2 separate regions of the Zea mays genome follow, and region 1 is linked to region 2. A link is a contact called in public Hi-C data. All regions are on one chromosome and are shown on one strand. The core of a region is the stretch at or near the end of the contact, and the rest is flanking DNA. Distances in the headings are between cores, read along the strand shown.

What was found. A called contact is a pair of places that touch in the nucleus more often than the background predicts.
Region 1: a contact with region 2 is called in a Hi-C map of ear, with 1.7 times the contacts expected there. The contact joins the enhancer-like site here to the promoter of LOC100501788 in region 2. A contact is called at or near these places in 2 of 25 Hi-C or Micro-C datasets (ear and tassel).

Annotation. Positions count from the first base shown.
Region 1 is chr10:77,958,950-77,961,649 of Zm-B73-REFERENCE-NAM-5.0, reverse strand. No RefSeq gene overlaps it. Among protein-coding and RNA genes, the nearest start is that of LOC100381576, 79 kb to the right of the region's middle. Within about 2 kb of position 1,404, at least 18 of the 20 cell types and tissues checked have an H3K27ac peak or open chromatin away from gene starts, as enhancers often do. A contact at or near this core is called in ear and tassel, where this site is marked.
Region 2 is chr10:77,644,352-77,647,051 of Zm-B73-REFERENCE-NAM-5.0, reverse strand. It overlaps LOC100501788, which reads left to right and starts at 1,297. Exons shown (of 6, transcript NM_001196446.1): 1 at 1,297-1,421; 2 at 1,498-1,689. The coding sequence starts at 1,317. LOC100276012 reads left to right here. Exons shown (of 8, transcript NM_001149906.2): 7 at 645-734; 8 at 821-1,071. The coding sequence ends at 865.

The DNA of each region.
Region 1 (2,700 bases), core at 155-2,654, 310 kb before region 2:
GTTGGTTTTGAGTATTTTTAATGGCTCCATCTTTCGTCGAAGTGAAGAAGTCATATTTTCTAGAATCTAAAAAGACTTATGTGTAATTTGTGTTGGTGATCTTTGCTATTTGTCTATCTTTTGGGGCCAAATCCGTTGTGCATTTTCTTTACTCAACTCTGTTGGTTCCTGCTTTGAAAAGTGTCTGCCTACCGCATTCTTTTTTCCTTTCTTAAAAGAGTATATAATTTCAGTGATAGGAAAGCCATTTGTCGGACAACCTGCCTACCCTAGCTTGTAGCTGCTCTCACTCACTCCTTTATTGGGTCACTTGACTGAGTTTCGGTATCGGTAGTAAAAGGCTAGCTATCGACTCCGCTGTCCTAGCAATTCCTTGTTTCTCGGTGTTTTTAGCGAAGAAGAGAATCTGTATTGTGAAATCGACCTTGTCGGGTTAATTCACAGGCTGGACCAAACAAATATCAATCATCCTTCCAGTGAAATTGAAATCCTAAACTCATTCCTCAATAACTACCATCATTTTGAGGGATTGAAATCTAACTTATGGAGTATGCTATTTATTTTAGAAAGTGACATTCCATAAATTTATAAAGTTTATATATAAGCCTATCTTAAATTCATGGGGGTGAGAGATGAAAATTGATTCTATAAATTTGCATGCTACTTTTTCTAATGTACAATTTATAGCACATTTTTCTATTTACTTCTCTATATCTTAAGTGTAGTGTATAATTACCAGAGCTATTATTACTCTTTTTAGTGTTAAATTGGTTTAGAATTAACTAGTGATTGATAATATTGTTCTATATGTGTGTATATTTTTTTAGCTAGCGAGCTAAACGAGTCAGCTCGAACTGAGATGGATCGAGAGCCACCCCTTACAAAATGATCTTATATGATCGACAGTTTTAGTTTTTAGGAATGTAGATAGGGTCTATCTTTAATATAATCTAGAAATACCATAACAAATTTATGACAACATGCATGTGTTTGTGTGAAATATTATTACTTGCAACAGTAGCAAACATATATAAAACTTGTACTTATTATATCAGAAGTTAAACTCTACTATGCTTAATCACAAACGGAAACTGTAGCAACATACCATTACCTAAATTTCAATGCATGCATACTGTACATGGCATCGACCTCTCCGTGTGGTAATGAAGCGAAGCCACAACGTCTGCACTGCACAAACTAAGCGAAACGTCTACACTAACACTGGTAGATGGTGCGGACGCGGAGGCAGGAGAAACTTTTGACCCGTTAACAGCTGGCATGTTGTGTGTGTGTGTGCCTGCACTGCTTGCAGACGTGAAAGATGCGCGCACTCGTACTAGGACCAGGCCAGCCCCACGTTCACGTTCACGTACAGCACAGCACGCGTCATCTCGCGACATCTCGTCTCCTCCCAGGCTCTCTCATCAACTCGCGAGGCAAGTGGGCCCCCGGAGGGGAGGACGCCTGGACCAGAGGGAGGGAGCGACGCAAAGGACGTCGGCCCACGTGACGGACGGTTCTGCCCTCCCGGGTCACACCCGTCATTTCACGTACGATACGATGCTGCCTGTGCCTGGTTGTTGTTGTGGTTGCCATTGCCAAGGGGAGAGAGAGGAGAACGAAAGCGACCGGGGCCGGCCGCGGGAGAGAGCCACCGCAACGGGAAAGAAAGAAAGGAGACGACAGGCGGGCAGGGATGTCCAGCCAGTGCCACAAGCGATCCGATTCATCAATCACTGCTCACGTACCGGGGTGCATGCCCGTACTCCACTCTACCCAGTGGTAGTGTGGTAAAGGGTATTTTGTACTGCTGCACGGCGTTGCTATCTTCAACACTGTGTGCGTGTCAACTTGTGAATTCCGTGCGAAAATTAATGGATGCATGGACCCTGCTCCCCTCCCCTCCACAGCACGAGATACGAGAGACTCAACTCCATCAGTTTAGTGTTTTAGCAGGGGTAGATTTTAATCCTTTCTCCAACAGATCCCTTAAAGAAGCGGTAGATTGTTTCTAGTGAGCCTAAAAAAACCTTATAAATGAGGGAGTTTTAAGGGGCTATAAAAAAGTTGGGAACACTTTAGCGGAGTTGTTGAAGACACATTTTTTACGTTTTTCAAAAAAAATGTATTCAGCGAGAGACTTCTAAGGAGCTTTAGGACCGATCCTCCCGGGATCCCCTTATCACCAAATCAACCCTTAGGGGAATTGTTGGAGACACTACCGTTAGTTCTAACATGTAACTGCTGTTACAGGTTAGAACTACCGTTACAGGTTAGAACTAATGGTAGTGTTGTATGGAGAATTAAATTTATATCTGATGCCAAATAGAACATTTCTATTTTGAGGGTGTTTTTAGTGTAAAATAGGAAATTGTCTCAAATACTAGTACTAGGAGGGAGAGAGAGAGCCAAACGCACGTGATTGGTACACCAGCCGTGTGCACCTTCTGTTTGCATATAATACGGTTAGGTAAGGACCTGCCATTATGGACTAGCAATAGCTCCACCTTCTATCTATCCAACAAGAAGCCACGTCGCTTTCTCTGACAGTGACATTTTCTTTTCACTCTGAGAATCGGCAATTTGTTTTTTTTTTTTTGAAATTTTTTTTGCTCCAGCCGTATTTACAAATTCTAAAAATTCGAGGAGAGAAAAATCGAAATGAAGCCGTAGGCGGCAGGCGGTACTGTAAAAAAAAAG
Region 2 (2,700 bases), core at 48-2,547:
TCACTTAACGGCTGATTGGTTACCTTGTCAGGCGCGCTCAGGTTCAGTTTGTGCGTTGACCGTATTTAGGTATGAATGGTTACCTGTATGGCATGAGTCCAACCTGTATACATGCATGCAGCCTAGGTGTTTTTTCATCCATTTACTTGCATGCGTGGAGACGTGAGACGGGCGCGTATCTACTGGCCCAGGCTGGCGTAATCCGGGCGGGAGCGAAGCCGGCAACCAATCAGCCCGTTAGTGGATACGGCGAGGTGTTCATTTTTAACACATGAACATAGGATGAATTTTAAGCCATCACACACTTGAGTTGCAAGCATATTGATTAGTATCACCTTGAGGTTTGGGCCTTTATGGCAATTTGTTGAAGCTAGGAGATATTTTTCCTTATGCAGATATGCATATCGGCATGGTTCTGTAACTTTGTATTTTTAAAAGAAATTAAAAAAAAAACCTATTTGGTTCATTCGCTACGAGTCAAATGGCAAGATGACTGCCGTTAGACTTAAATTATTTGCATAGGGAAGCTAACCCTGCATATCAATTTTCATTGATAAAAACCAGTATATTTATGCTAAATAAATCCGTCTGGGTAAAGATATTAGATACTGTTAGTAAGCTGTTACCTGTTCACGACAACGTAGGTTGAAGAAAGTAACAATGCCAAGAAAGCTCGAATTGAACTCCTGAAGAAAGAGGAGGATTTAACTGCTGCAAGAGATGTCCTCAATAAGGTTTGACCCCTCGAAATTGTACCATCTGTTTTTTTTTTCTGTTACTCGTCTCAGTTTGAATGGATCTCTTGGATGTTTTCTTACAGATGACGCAGTGGAACTCTGCACTCGTGGAGAACATTAACCCTTGAATCTGTGTGATGACGATTCATTGGCGTCAAAGGACATCTTTGTATAGGGGTGTGTTAGATTGGATGACATGTGAATGTGATTCATGGATCAGCCTGGATGTTCTGTTATGATTAAGAACTGCTATGTATCGTGCAATAGACACATCGTCTGTACTTTGGATGTTATTATCAGGTCCCAAACTTCATTATATCCAATATGTTACAATATCATTTTGGTGACTTAACTACAATGTCAGCTCGTGCCAACAGAAAAAGAAGAAAAGAAATGGGCGGTGGTTGCCCGACAAGTCCTTGTCAGCCGCACAGTCTTCACACGACCAGGGGCCATGAGCACCACTCTTGCCTTAGCCACGGCCCACGGGCAGCACAGCATCTCCATCTATCCAAATGGCAGCCAGCAGCCGTCCCCTTCCTCCACCCTCTGCCATCCTCGCAGTCACAGCCCCTCACCATGGCTGCCACACTCTCCTCCGTGGCTGCCCCTTCCCTCCCCAAGCACATCCCCGTTACCAGAGCTCAGCAGCAGGCGCCTCCTTCCATCATCTCGGCATCAACTGTGAGTAGGGATGCTGCTTTTATTTCTGTGGTTTGTTTCCTGTGATCGCTGATGTTCGTATGGACGTATGGTGCAGCAGAAGACTGCCTTCCATGGGGTGTCGCTGGTGGTGGACAGGAGGTGGGCGGCCGGCCACCGGAGAGGCGGCGGCCGGCGGAGGCTGCTGCAGGTGAACGCGAGGACCGCCGCCAAGAACATCGAGGTGGAGGTCGAGAAGCCGCTTGGCTTAGCCTTGGGCCAGAAGCCCGGTGGTGGCGTCGTCATCACTGTAAGCCCTCTCTCCACTTCCGTTTCCATTGCTTCCTGTGCTTGTTTTTTCTCTTCTTTTTTCTTTTGTTTCACAGGAAAGGTTTCCATCGCTTTATTTTATTGATCATAAAGAGTTCATGACAGTTAAGTTCCAGCGAATCAAACAGAAAAAGGCCTTAAAAGCCAACAGCACCACTACCCGAACACATTTTGATTACTTTGGGTCACCATCGAGTCTTCATTCGTGTGACGAGGAGCATCTAAACATTGGCCACACAAGGATCAGAAAACAGATGGCAAATAGACTCCCTCTCACTACAGAAAAGACAGGACTGGTCCAAGGCTTCTCTTCTCTTAGCCAAATTATACCTAGTATAAGTAACTTGTTCTTAGTTAACAACAATCTGAATCCCAGTAATTTTCCAAACTGCATGGACACACACCGCTATAACTCCTCTATTGCTGATCACCGCATGCAAAGATCGCACTGAGTATCTACCATTAGAGCTAAAGCTCCAAATCATTTGACCTTCCTCCTCAGATTTACTTCACCCCTTTCATTATCTCCAGCAATTCACACCAGAGCTGCATGACTCTTTCAGACACATTCCTCCTCAAGGAGAGTTTCAGAACCTCCCCATCCCAAACCTCGTCAATGGACTTACCATGCTGTTCATTTATAATATATATAATGGCCAAAACTGAATGGCCAAACTGGAGTTACCAAACCACAACAACAAAGCCTTTGATCCTCCCCCAAAACGAATTTTCCCCATTTCCAACCTTCCACATAATCCCCATTTCAGCAGCCTGTATAGCCCACAACACCCCTTTCCGGAAGAGGAAAAACATTTAGTCTGTTAGGCCCTGTTTGGTTCTTCTGACTCAATTTTAGTCCCTATCACATCTGATGTTTGAATGCTAGTTAGAAATGTTAAATATAGTCTAATTATACAGGAGATGACTAAACGGTAAGACGAACCTATTACACCTAATTAGTCCATGATTCGCTCGTGTGATGCTACAGTAA